Linked DNA regions of Canis lupus: region 2 is linked to region 1. The links are chromatin contacts, called in public Hi-C maps. All regions are on one chromosome and are shown on one strand. Each heading gives the region's core, a stretch centred on a gene start, on an enhancer-like site or on the middle of the called end of the contact. The rest is flanking DNA. Distances are from core to core; before and after follow the strand shown.

Region 1 (6,855 bases), core at 1,421-3,920:
TTCCAAGATTCTAAACTGGAATTCTCACCGCATTTTCTGGTAGGAATATTGTTACAAAAGGTGTGTAGTTTCCATCATTGTTGGTATTACAATTACTGACCAAACAGGCTTCTGTAACCTGATCTAGCACCTAAGCACCATGTATATTATTATTTTATAACCACAGGTGACTTGCAAATGAACTTATAAATTATATGTTTGTAGACTGTGGACCACCAGTATTATAACAATACTAAAACTTCAAAGGAAAACACTTTTTCCTTTGAGGAAAAATTATTTCCTTGGGATTATGTGCATAGTTAGACTTTTCTACAGTTGGCCTTTTCACAGATTTGTACCCAGTCACACCTAAGATTTCCCATACATGTCAGAAATAAAAGTAGGAAGGGCATACTCTTTGGATCTCTTACTTTGCTGGTTCACTGAAGGGGCTTTGTGTATCAGTGGAATAAAGCCTAGAGAAATCTAGATCATTGATGGAATTCAGGGCATTAAAATGCCTAAAGAACAGTCTCACTCAAATGGTTACAGACTGCTGGGACTTCACCTTCCCAGAAGCACACTGGATCATTTATGAACCACATATATCTATTCTAGCTCTGGTAACTTCCAACTACCCATTCTCATTATAAACAAAAGTTGCCTTGGTTAATATTCAAGTTTAAAGACCTGTTTCAACATGTGGGAACTAATCAAGTATAAACAGCATTCGAAGACATGATGACACATTATTAGCGGTTGGTTTAGGTGCAACTTATTCATTTCTGAATCAATAATGATATTGTTATAAGAAGGTAAAAATGGAAATATGGGCTAGTCAGTTTCTTTTTCTTTAAAAAGACATACTTGCTTTTAGAGTCGTACAAAACAACATGATAAACTTAAGGAAATCGTGTCCATTTATTCCTTCATTTCTCCAGTGGATTCCTCCAATCTACAGTGAATGCCATTATGTAAGCGTATTCTCTGAATATCAGGAATGATGCAATGGTTGCCATGACAACTACTCATTTTATTGAATAAATTGTGTGTGTGGGGGGGGGTTAGAGCATTCTTTTTTAAAAAAACAAATTCTAACATCGTACCTACGCCTCACAAGTCTCTATTGTTACCTACTAAACAATAACGGCAGGCCACGTTTGAGGAGGACTATTTAAGCAGCTACGTAGATCCGAAAGCTAAGCTGGAGTTGCCAAGGGAGGGAAACTTTGAATTCAAGTTCGAAAAAATGAAACACATCAGCCGCACTCACGGGAACAAAAGACGCTTCTTTTTAATCTTCTAGAATAATTGAAAAAGTGTCGTGTAAAGCGAAAGTAACATGCAGTTGCACGGCGCTGTCACAATTTTGCTTCTAACCCCGAATTTAACGAGGTATAAAGCTAACACTAGAAGGCTGCCGTCTTTTCGGTGTGCGATTAAGTTAAAGTGAGAGCAAGCGGGAGGTGACCTCCCCCGCCGCCCGCCCCCCCCTCCCCTCCCCCCCGTTTTGATGCACGGAAGAAATCTCTCCCGAGCGTGTGGGGAAAAACAACAACAACAACAACAACAACAACAGCAAAAACAAAACAAAAAACTGGTCATTTTCATGTGGTCAGTGCAGTCTTCTGCAACAGCTCCGTCGAGAAGCCTGGTATTTAAAAACACCACGGATAACCGCAGATCCAACTAGCAACGCTCCCGGGGCGGCAGCCGCAGAGGCTACTTAAGATCTTCCACAGGAGAAGGTTCCCGGCGTCGGCATCTGCGTCCTCCGGAGGAGCCGCCCACTCGGAGCTATCAGGGGGATTTCGAGAGCCTGCCCCCCAGCTCTGCCCCGGCGAGGCGCGCGCGGAGGTCCGGCTGGAGGCGGGGCGGGCGGCGGCGCCCCTCCCCCTTTAGCGAGGTGCAGTCCGGTCGGCGCGGCGGCCCGCCGACTCCGCAGCCCGGCCTCCGAGGGCTCAGTCGCGGGCGGCACGTCACTCGGGCTGGTCGAGCGCGAGGCGGCGAGCGGCAACTCAGGCTTCCTCCGCGTCTGGCGCTCCCCAACGGGTTCTACCTGCCTCCGCCGTTTACCTTCGCCTCCCCGGCGACCGGCGGCCCCCGCCTCTGCGGGGAGGGCGCGTGTGCGCGCGCGCGCGTGTGAGTGTGTGAGCGAGCGTGTGTGTGTGTGTGTGTGTGTGTGTGTGTGTGGTGACAACACGCCCGGCCCCCCGACGGGGCCCAGGGGACTGACCGGGAGGGGCGGGGACTCCGTCCCTCGGCGGCCCCGGAACTCTCCGGGAGGGCCCTCCGCGACCAGGGGGCGGGCGGAGCGCGCCCGACGCCGACCGAGGGCTGGACCGAGGAGGGGGCGTCCGGGCCCGGAGGAGCGGCACTGGCAGGGGCTGACGTGCAGCTCCTTCAGGTTGTAATGGTGGCCCCTTGGGGGAGGGGAGAGGTGACAGGGGGCTGGGGGCGACGACGCCTCCCCTCCCCCCTCGCTCGAGCTCGCTGTTTACCTTCCCGGTACTTCTTGCGGAGCCGCCGGTGGACGCTCTTCACCACCCCGGAGAGCTTCTCCTGCTCCAGCTTCCGCTCCTGCTCCCGAGGCGGCGGGGTGCTCGGGGGCCCAGCCCCAGGCCTGCGAGCACCGCCTCGGCCGCCGGCCTCCGGCTCCATGTCGCCGCCGCCGCCGCCGCCGCCCCTCGGGCCCCCGCAGACGCCTGCCTGACGGAGGAGGTGGGGAAGGAGGAGGCAGCAGCAGCGGAGGCAGCAGCCGGGGGAGGCCCGGGGAGCCGAAGCGTCGGCCTCGGAGGTGGCCCCTCGCCCAGGCGCCCGAGCCGATTGGCGGACGCTGGAGGGCTGGGCGGAAACGGAAAGGGCTGAGGGCCAATGGACGGGGAGCGCCGGCGGTGCACCCGGGTGTTTGGGCCGGCGAGCAGCTGGAGGGGGCGGGGCTTGCGGGCCCGGGGAGCGCGGCGGGGGGAGCGCGGGGCCCGGACGCTCCCGTCTGTCTGCTCCCCGCCCCGCGCCCCGCTCCCCGCTCCCCGCTCCCCGCTCCCGGCTCCCGGCTCCCGGCTCGGTGCGCAGGCGCCGAGAGCCCCCCGCGCTTGCGCCGCGGAGTTTGCTCAGTCGGGGCTCGCGGCTCCTGCCCACCCGCCCGCCTGGCGTCTCCCGGCCGTGCGGTCCGCAGAGACATCAGCGTCCTAGCGCGGAGCGGCTCGGAGCCTGCGCCCCGAGCGCCGCCGAACTTTGTCACGTAGAGGTTCTCTGCGGCTGCGCAGCGCGGGGGAGCGCTTTGGAGCGGAGTCGACAGCACCGACGGGAGTTTTACGCTCCGAGGGACCCGAGCGGAGATGCTCTCGTTGGCGCCCAGGAGAGGTCGGCCTGCGGAGCGTGGACTTCGTGCACGGGATGCACGGGCTGCTCGGGATGCACGGGATGCACGGGCCGGCAGTGCCTGCAGCGCCAGAGCTGCGCAGAGGACCCAGGAAGTGGGGAAAGCCGAGGGCCACGGAAGGAGGTGACGGCGGAGGGTCTAGGAGAGACGGAGAGCCCACAACGCATGCCCTCGGGAACTGTCGCGGTGGCCCGGGGAGCGTGCCCCGATTGAATTTGCATCAGGACCGAGTGCTTTTAACCCCGGCTTGAGGGTGTTCTCCTTTAATTTGGTGGGTCCGTCCATGTGGAGGGTCGCCTGCGTGGGCTTGGCAGCTCACACCTGCGGCCCCTCCTCGCCCTCCTCTTTGGAAATTGCTGGGGAGTGTGGCTGCTGATTGCGCCCTTGCTCCCCGGAGATGCGTGCGCGGGCCGTATTAGCTCCTGCGGTTGGTACCGAGGCGGCTGCCCGAGGCCGAGAGCTCCTGGAGGGTCGGGTAGGGTAGGGTTGCAGAGTACCCTCGAACCGCGTGATGCTGTTTGTAAATCGTTGCAAAAACTTTTTGACCTATGACCTTACGAATATAAATAAAGCTTGAGTTGTGTGACGTTTATATGCCACCTTCTGAATAATGAAGACCCTGAAGAGCAGAGCATTGTGCACGCTCTCCAATACACAGAAAGAACAGGACAGGGGAAATGAAGGGAGAAGGTGCATGGAATATAAGGATGGAAGATGCAATCCTACCCGCACTGTGAAGAGGCAGGTCAAATACAGATAAGCCTCAAAAGAACTAGTTATAATGAAATGACACACATAGGCCTAATAAGTTGAGGCTAGGGTAGTCTTATTTGGTTTTGTTTTGTTTTTTCATTTGGAAAGAAAGAGAAGCTTTAAATGACACATTTGTTTTGGCTCTTTCCATATTTTACTATATATGGGAGGTGAAAAGAGTTGCAAATATTTGGAAGTCACAACCACTGTAAAAGAGGGCATTCAATTTCATTTGTACTGTACTAAGAAAAGAAACTCCCTGCTACTACTAGCAAATGAATTTTAAGGTCCTTTTTAAAAAGTCAATCCCGTATCCGAAGGAAATTGGGGAAATACGGAAGGGAGTAAAAATTGCTGAGAGAAGATCTTAAGTGTTCTCATCACAATGAAGAAATAAATGATACATTTGTGGTGGGATGGAGTGGTAGCTAATCTGATAGTGGTAATCATTTTGCATTTTATAAAAGTATCAAGTCAAGATGTCCTACACCTTATACTTTCACAATGTTATTTGTCAGTTATTTATCAGTGAAGCTGGGGGTGCAGGGAGGAGAAGTCAGCTGGAAACCAATCACTGGGAGATAACAACTTAACATTTTTTTCCCCTTTGCTTGTATATCTTTATTTCAAATGGGATATTTTTGATGGATATAAGGTAATCTGTTATATGAATAGCCTGTCACTTTAGTAACCAATTCCCAACTATAGTATATTTATGTTGTTTCCAGTTTTTCTGTGTTCCAAATAATGCTGTGATGAACACCCTTGTATACAAACGTTTGTCTATATGGGACGCCTGGGTGGCTCAGTGGTTGAACATATGCCTTTGGCTCAGCTGGGGATTCTGGGGTTCTGGGATTGAGTCCCACATCAGGCTCCCCACAGGGAGCCTGCTTCTCCCTCTGCCTGTGTCTCATGAATAAATAAATAAAATTTTTTAAAAAAAAACTATATTAAAAAATAAATGTCTTATATATTTCACTACACTAAATTTCTAAAAGTCAAAAAATTTTTAATCAAAAGGTCAAATTTTTAACTAAAAAAGTTTTAAGGTTTTCAATGTATATTGTATTGTCAAATTGCCTTTTCTGAAAGGTGGTAGCAGTTTATGTCACCTCCAGCAGTATATATGAATGTCTATTTCACTGCACCCTTATCAAATATAAGTGTTACAATTGACAAAATCACTAATGAGATTTTTAAAAGGTCTTTGTTTTTAGGAAACATTCTGTTTTTTAACTAGCTATTCTAGTTGGTATAATATTAACATTGAATATTAATATAGCGGCAAATAAAAGGAACTTATTCAATACTCTAGTTGTCATTTTTCAGGCAAATCAAAGATGTATTTTACATTGTTTTTTGGTTTCATACTTTCTTGAGAAGCAATTTGAGAAAGGAATTGGAAAGCTGGATTTTATTCTGAAGTTGCATGAATTCAAATAGGGCAAAGGCCAATATGACCAATACTGACTTTTCTTAGGAGGACTATGGCAACTGGCCATAGACCACAGTTTAAAAGGAAGTTTATAGCCTTCCTCTGGTGTGATTAATAACATTGGAAAAAGCTTTCCTTCTGTTAAGGTAGCAGAAGAATGGTAATGAGATTTTCCATTTAAGTAAGACATTTGCCCTAATTGCTGCTAAGAGTGGTTCTCTGCAGGAAGTATGTTTGGTGCCATATTCAACAAGCATATCCTATATGCAGGAAAATATCAACACCTTCCCCCACTCCATGTGATGACAGGATTTCATTTACTGTAAATTTCTTATTTTTAAAAAAATTATCTATTATTTTAAATGGCTATTGGAAAAAGAGATGTTGGAAGAAAACAGTATTCACTGAGCAGGATAAACCAGTCTGGGAGGAAGAGGCATTTTTCTAATGACCGAACTAAACCCCTGATAACTAAATTTCTCATCCTCATTCTTTGCCTCACCTGACCAACTTTTACAGTCTTCCCCATGCACATTTGGTGTGTCATAGTAAGCTTCTCCATCAAAGAATCACTCAGTATAGGAAAAATGTCTTGGCAAAAAAATACCTGTCTTCTTTGTTTGCAGTTATATTCATTTTAAGGGAAACAAATTCCCATAGACTGTAAGAGTCAACATGTAAAATTAAATGCATTCTAAGAGTTCAAAGAAATATTCATTGGTGATGAAAAGTAAAATTTAAAAATCTGTATCAAAATTTGGGTGATGAGGGGATCCCTGGGTGGCTCAGTGGTTTGGCGCCTGCCTTTGGCCCAGGGCGTGATCCTGGAGTCCCGGGATCAAGTCCCACGTCGGGCTCCCGGCATGGAGCCTGCTTCTCCCTCCTCCTATGTCTCTGCCTCTCTCTCTCTCCCCCTATGTCTATCATAAATAAATAAATAAATCTTTTTTAAAAAATTGGGTGATGGCACTAAGTGAATAGAAAGATTCAGGGTACACTTTGTGTAAATGGAACACACTTTCCAAACACACTTTCCAAACACACTTTTCATTATGTGTTGAGTATTCCTGTAGATCGGAGAAGACTACACAGTAGAAATTGGGGTTCTTTAAATGATCTAAAGCATTAATCATTTATTTTTATTTTCCACCATGTTATTATTTATCCTTCTTTGACCCTCTTTAGTATCAAAATCTTAAAAAAAAATAGGTTCTATTTTTCTAGTTCTCATTTTAACTGAATTTCTAAAAATTCTATTTCTAAATAGCCACGAACCAAAGATTTGGCCAGCTTGAAATATATC
Region 2 (7,570 bases), core at 3,422-5,921, 140 kb after region 1:
GTGGTGAATGCTCTGAATTTTCTTTTTCCTCCTAAATCTCTGACTAGGTACTAGGTACTCTGAAGGTGGCAACCCAGAAATGCCAGTGGGCTCAGATGTGGCCATGGGCCAGTGGAGACCATGTAGAAAGTTTGGACCCTAACTTTAGGGTCATTGGAGGGACATGTGGGGAGCAGTATGTGTCCCTGGACATCTACCCCTATCTGGTAGTAAGGAGACTACAATCTCCCTTGCCCTGAGGCAGCATTGTCAGAGGCCTGCTAAAATACAACCATTAAAGATGACCCAGTCTTTAATATAATACTCAAAATGTCCAGGTATTAATGGAAATCACTCATCATTCCAAGGAAGATCTCAACTTGAACGAGACAAGATAATCAACAGATGCTGATACTGAAATGACATAGATGTTAGAACTATGACAAGGGTTTTGAAGCAGCCAACATAAAAGTTCAATGAACAATTATAAACACGCTAGACAAGGGAAAAAATATCAAGTCTCACCAAAGAAAAAGAAGCTATAAAGAAAATCAAATGGAAAAATTTAGAACTAAACAATGCATGGGCATAATCAGTGAACCTGAGAATAGGACAACTAGAAATTACCCAGTATGAACAACAGAGAAAAAAGACTGAAAAGAAAAAAAGCCTTAAGGACAAGTTAAGACTGCAACAAAAGATCTAACTGGGTCACTGGAGTCACAGAAGGAAAGGAATAAAGTGGAGGGGGCTGAAAGAGTATTTGAAAAAATAATGGTTGAAAATTACCTAAATTTGGGAAATGACATACCCCTATAGGTTCAAAAAGATGAGCAAACCCCAAACAGGACCCAAACATATTCATGCCAAGACACATCATATCGACCTTTTGAAAATTAAGAAGAGAAAAAAAAATCTTGAAAGCAGCCAGAAAGAAGTGATACAGGAAACACACTGATTTTGGATGTCAGAGGAATTGGTGGGTTACTAGACCTTCTTGTTGATTTTAACTAGTAGTGTTCTGCCTTTGTAACTAAACTTAACTGAGCTAGCATGCAGAGAGCATTTAGTAGACATCTATAAAGTATGCTGGCCCTTGGGGGATATGTGTCCATCTCATTCTTCTTATTACCTGCTTCACAGCAGGTGTTATCCATCAGAGCAAATCCAGAAATCTGAAAGAATCTTAAAAAAAAAACAAAAAACCCAAAACCAAAAAAGCACAGAAATTTTTAATTTGGATTTCTGGACGGGCTTCAGTTCCGTGAACTACTTGAAATTAATCTAAAAATGCAAGCATGTTTTCATCAGACTCTCAAAGGAGCTAGTAGACCTTAAAAGGTTAAGAGCCACTGTAAGTTTCTGTTCTTTTCAGGCTAAAACCACATAATCCAGCCTGTGTAGAAAAGAAGCTAAAAATAGAGAAGGCATTCCTCATCCTATCTGTCAAAATTTCTGAGTGCTACCTCATGATAATTTTCCACTTTTAAGGGCAAAACAAGAAAATAGCAGTTTTCTTTCTAGATACCTCTGGAAATACATTGTTCATTAAAGAATGTTTGCTTGTAGTCTTATTTTGATCATTTAAAAAATAGTATCTGAAGGTGACAAAATGACCAATGCACCGTGACTTAAAATGTACTTTTTGACTTCTCCTAATGCCAGTGAAAAAGTTCAGATGTACAAGGAAGTAGCAGCAGCCTCTCTACACCATAATCAATGGGCTGGTTCATGAGCTAAGACCAACCATTCCACAATCTGCATTCCTATTTCCATCTTTAAAAAAAAAACATGTTGGGGATCTGTGGGTGGCTCAGCGGTTTAGCGCCTGCCTTCGGCCCAGGGAGCGATCCTGGAGTCCTGGGATTGAGTCCCGCATTGGGATCCCTACATGGAGTCTGCTTCTCCCTCTGCCTGTCTCTGCCTCTCTCTCTGTGTCTCTCATGAATAAATAAAATCCTTAAATAAAACGAAAAAAAAAAGCATGTAAAATTAAGTTCTATTAATTACACAATGTGTAACTGCCAATTTATCTGAACAAAAATGTTAGTGCATTCTCTTTTGAAAAAATAAATCAGCTACGACAAAAACAGATCCACGCAGTTTCTGCCTGAATAGCATGGCTGTCTCTTACTCCTACCCTCTACCCAATTTCCCATGCAAGCCAAGTGAGCTCAACCTGCAGGATGCCACTATAAAGAGGGTTTCAGGTTGCTGCTGCTTGTTTTCTAATCAAAATTAAGACTCTCAATGTTATGTGGAGAGCTAGATTGGATAATGCATGGTTTCAGTAAAAAACTTGATTACTTGCTTCCAGTAGGACCCTCATGTAGTTTGATCCAATTGGTTTGGATGAAGTCTGAGATTCTAACAAGAAGCCAGGTGATAATGCTAGTTTGAGGACATTTTGAGTATTAAGGTCAGAGAGGGTACATCTCATCTGGTTAGTATAAAAATCAGTATAGGCCATTAACTTTTCCTTCTGTATCTGTGGATTCTCTACCAGGGGCTTCTCCTACCTTGATCCTGTCCATTTCTCATTTATCACTGATAGTGCTTTTATAAGCTAATGTGATCACTTACGGTAAGGCACTCCACCACTTAGCTGACATAAAAGTCTATACGAAGATATAAACAGAATGAACATCACACATTAACTTAAAACATAATGGGTTTATATTTAACATAGTACTTCTCATGATGGAAATGTTAACTCAGTTAGTATAAAGCTTTTTTTTTTACATTAAATCTCGTCTCCATTTCAATGTCAATATAAAGTAACTTTTTTACATTAAATATTTTCTTCATTTCAATATTAGATACATTGAATACATTTTTCTTACTTCTCCCCCAAGAAATAAAAATTTTAATCTCTGACTGACTGTATTTAATATCTAAATACAATATTAATTTGGGAGATAACAGAACGAAAAACTAATAAAAATATGGAGAAAAGACTCCTCAGTGATGGAGGAGGCACGGGCAATTTCCTAGGATTCTGGGTAAGGGTTTCCTTCTTCCTATTTCACTTTGAAAACTCTGAAACTATGAAATAATATGAAATTTCAGTCATCTGACTTCTTTGACCCTTTTTCTAACTAGCACATATGAATTATAGACTACTTTTTTCAGTGTATTATTTGTTGTGATGAACCCCCCCCCCACCACCACTGAACACGTATCAATTTGTTCCCACTTACAGGGAGATAATTAAGAATGTGAAAATACCCTATTTCGTGGGATCTTCTAGACACTAAAGCTCAGTTTTTAACCTCAATAACACAAAGGTTTTCCGGGCAAGGTCTGATTCAGAAGGCCCATCAAAATCACATTTGTCCATTCCTCTTTCGTGCATAGACGCCCAAACAGGCACAAATGCCTGTAATGCTGAGAGCCACACCTAACAGGAGAGCGATTGCATCTCCAGCTTCTACTGCTTCAACCACCGGCAGCACCAAAAGCAGTGAAATGACGACCAAGAACAACTGTGTTGAAACTGAGGTCATGATGTTGGGATCTTCCAGGTTATCTCCGGATCTTGAGGGCTGAAGGTTTCTAGAAATCAGACAAGGAAACAAAAAAGGAAATCGTTAGAAATTCCCACCTTTCCAGAGGACAGTAAAAATCCATCAGTAGCAATCCACACACCTTTTCAATGTAAATTTCAGACCCCTCTCCTCATTTTATGGTAGGAAAAAAAAAAAAAAAAAAAAAAAGAGGGGAAGTCGACAAAAGGCATTTAAAGAATGGCCTTTTGGGGCTAACCTCCCCTTTTCATGATCATCCCTCGACTCCAGCAATTTTTCCCACACGCTATCGTGCCAACGTCGTGAATCGGCTAAGCAAACTGAACGGAATGAAGAACAAAGGGAAAACACACCAGGCACTCGGAAACTTAAAACATCCTAAAAGTTAAGTATGTATGTATGTATGTATGTATGTATGTATGTATGTATAAATAAATAAATAAATAAATAAATAAATAAATAAATAAAAAAAATTTACATTTTCTTAGCATTTCTGTCATCCAGGCGATGCAGACCGGTCTGGCAAAAGTCATGCAACGCAGAAGTCCGTGAGGTCGTGGGGAATTCGTGTAAACTTACCAAAGGAAGGATGTGCGTGTGGAGCGTATCCGATTGGAAACTGCCCCTTCCCGGAGTTGGGGCGCCGAGGCTAAGAGGTGCCACGTGACGGAGCCTGCGATCGCAACAGGGGGGGATTTAGGATCTACTCCCCATCCCCACCATCAGCGTCCTCATCCGGGAGGCGGCCAGGGTCCGCGCAGAGCGAGGGAGGGGCGCGAACGCACGACGGAGGGAGGGTCACTAACCCGCGGGACGAGCTCGTCGTTCAGGCAGCAGAACTAGACTTAAAGTTGGTCACTCCGCCCGCACGGGGATCAACGTCCAAATAAATCGAACCCCGAGACCAGTTCCCGCCAGGCCTTCACATTAAGACCTTAAGAACAATCCCTGCTTCGCCCCCGCGCGGTGCAAACCGGACCCCCCCCCGCGCTTTACAAACACACCGAAGCGACCCCAAATACCCTCCGGGGAGGAGTTGGCACCTTACCTTCCTGGAAGCGGCCATTAGAGGAATGGCGGAGAGGGCGGGGCCTCCGGACTACACTTCCCACAATCCCCGCTGCCGACGTAGTGGGCGGGGCCTCCGGACTACACTTCCCACAATCCCCGCTGCCGCCGGCTCCCCGGGACGCGCGCCTGGCTGAGGGAGGGACGGGCGCGCCGTGCGGGCGACGAGCCGGAGCGAGCGTGCGGGGCGTCCTCCCGCGGCGGCGCAATGTGTTACCGGTGAAGTGGTTTAGTGTGTTTGTCCCAAACGCTCTCTCAGAAAGGAGACGAAGACCTGACAGCAAGTATTTTTTTTTTTCTTTACCCGCTTAACGTTTTAAGACATACAAGTAGTTCTTTTTTTTTTTTGTTTCTGCGACTAAAATGAAGACACGACCGCGGGAAGATAGCGCCCGAGCACAGCCGTCTGCCTCGGACCCTGTGAAACGAGCGGCCTCCAGCGTTTTGCGGCGGGGGAATCCCCCGTCACCATCCTCCCGCTGTGCCCTGTGACGTGTTCGTTGATCCCCTTTTAAGCAATGGGGGGGGGGGGGTGTGCGTGTGTGAGAGAACACGTTGGATTAGACGTGGTTGGGAGGCGTGAAAGGCATTTGTAGGGAAAAAGCAAAGTGTAGGAAAAGTGGTTTGTGGGACGATGTGCTGTGTCGGGGCTCCGGAGCGGGGAGGACCGGCCCCCGTCGTTCGGGAGCGCGTGTGGGGCGCGCTTCGTGGCGTCTCCCCGTTTCCACCACACCCACCCTGACCTGACCGCCCCCGGGTCCTGCTGAGAAGACGTGAGGTGACTGCTTTTTTTTTTTTTTTTTTTTTTTTAAATCAGGAACGAGTTGTTTGCGTGGGGAAGGCCACCCTTGCTGAGGGGCACCCTTGACGTGCGGTCCCTGTGAAGCCCTCAGGTGAGCCTCCGCAGGCGCCCGTGCGACGATTCCCTTGGCACCCCCCCCCCCCCCCAGGTTGTAAGTTCCTGGTGGCGCGGGTTATAGGGGTGAAGTCGCCGCCCCGCCTGCTCCTTCAGCTCGGCGACATGCGACCTCGCATCTTATATGTATATATATATATATATATTTTTTTTTTTTTTTTCTTTTCCCTTAAATGTTACCAGTCTCTCTAGACCGACGGCAAAGCTTCATAGTCCTACCTCCTAACACGCCCCCCGCAGTAGAACTGGCCGATCGTGATTATTTGAATAAATACAAACATCAAATAAATGAATTTGATAAGTACATACATTCAAATACATTTGAATAAGTAATCGTAATTATATAAATACACAAACAAATAAATAGCTAAATTGAGACAAATGCCAAATAAGCCAAACCAAGGCCTCTTGCGTATCGGAAATCCGAGGATGACTCCACAAATAGTGTGGTTAGCATTGCTTCCCTAACCTGGATTGATTGATTGATTGATTATTTATTTATTTATTTATATTTATGATAGAACTAGAGAGAGAGGCAGACACAGGCAGAGGAAGAAGCAGGTTCCACTGGGAGCCCGACGGGGGACTCGATCCTGGAACTCCAGGATCGCGCCCTGGGCCAAAGGCAGGTGTTAAACCGCCGAGCTACCCAGGGATCCCCTGGATTATTATTATTTTTTTAAAGTTCTGCCTTGGCCTCTGGCCTCATTTGCTTGGAGCTGTTAGTCTTGCCTATTTCTAATCAAGTACTTCGAAATGTACTAGGAAACATTCCCTTGTAGTTGAGCGTGAACACTTTGGGAATTCCCCCCCCCCCCCCCCTTTATTTCAGTTAGCCGAAGTCAGCAAGGAGGACTTTGAAGTTAAGTGTTATTACAGGTCTGTTTCAGGTGTGTCAAGGTTGAAGATGATGGTTTGAAGTTTGGAGAGTCTGTGGATGGTAAAATGCCTTTTTTTTTTGGAAAATATTAAGAGGTCATTTCATGACCTGAATCGTCTGAAACAGGGTGGCTGAAGTTGTTTGTGCAGCAGTGTTTTGGGCCCAGGTAGTTTGATTGATTGATTTATTTATTATTTATTTATTTATAAAAAGATTTTATTTATAAATTAAATATAGAGAGGCAGAGACACAGGCAGAGGGAGAAGCAGGCTCCATGCAGGGAGCGCAACGTGGGACTCCATCCCAGGATCACACCCTGGGCTGAAGGGAGGCGTGATCACACCCTGAGCCACCCAGGGACCCCCCAAGCCCAAGTAGTTTTAAAATAAAGTTAGCTTTCTCTAACAAGCACCCATCCCACTCGGGCAATTTGGCAAAGGTGTTGCCATATATGCTTTTGTGTGCCTTATCCCAGTCCCAGTATCCAAGTAGTATGGTATCCTAGTTCTCAGTTTTTTCTTACTACCCTAGTATTCAAAAAAAAAAAAAAAAAATTAGATCATTTTTTCCTTTGCTTGAAACTCTCCATTTCTGACACGTTAAGCTGAAGTCCAGACTCTATCAAGACTCAAAAAGCTCTACATTCTGGTCTCTCTATGCTTCTCTGATGCCAACCCACCACTCACTCGTGTGTATCCATTTCAATTACATTCACCTGTTTGCTATTTCTTAAACGTGCCCATTTTGTTTCCTATTGAATTTGCCCTTGCTGTTGCCTCTGCCAGTAATACTTTTCTGGCTCTTTAGTGGCTGTTTTCTCAGTGTCCTTCAAGGTTCTGCTTAAATATCGTCTTCTTCCCAGAGTACGTCACAAAAGATACCTCTTCCATTACTGTCTATCCACTTTCTTGCCTTATTTTTTCTTCATAGTGCCTATCACTAACTGAAATTATATATGTATTTATTTATATGTGTAGTAGGTAAACAAATAAAGTGAAAATTCCATGAAGGGCAGGAAATATTCCTGTTTTATTCACTACTGAGTTCCCATCTACTAGAACAGTGTCTAGCATGATACATACTTAGAAGGTATTTTGTGATTGAATAATATTAGTATAACTACAATTTGATTACTGTTTACTTACCTTTATACTGCTCGTGGTAGAAACTACCTTATATGTAGGAAGTCAGCTTTTGGGC

The links. A called contact is a pair of places that touch in the nucleus more often than the background predicts.
Region 2: a contact with region 1 is called in a Hi-C map of blood, with 3 times the contacts expected there. The contact joins the promoter of SMIM30 here to the promoter of BMT2 in region 1. A contact is called at or near these places in 2 of 9 Hi-C or Micro-C datasets (both in blood).

Annotation. Positions count from the first base shown.
Region 1 is chr14:52,579,788-52,586,642 of UU_Cfam_GSD_1.0, forward strand. BMT2 (S-adenosylmethionine sensor upstream of mTORC1) reads right to left here and starts at 2,671. Exons shown (of 5, transcript XM_038557392.1): 1 at 2,481-2,671. The coding sequence starts at 2,640.
Region 2 is chr14:52,718,315-52,725,884 of UU_Cfam_GSD_1.0, forward strand. It overlaps SMIM30 (small integral membrane protein 30), which reads right to left and starts at 4,672. Exons shown (of 3, transcript XM_038557397.1): 1 at 4,555-4,672; 2 at 4,086-4,179; 3 at 2,633-3,534. The coding sequence starts at 3,485. The coding sequence ends at 3,306.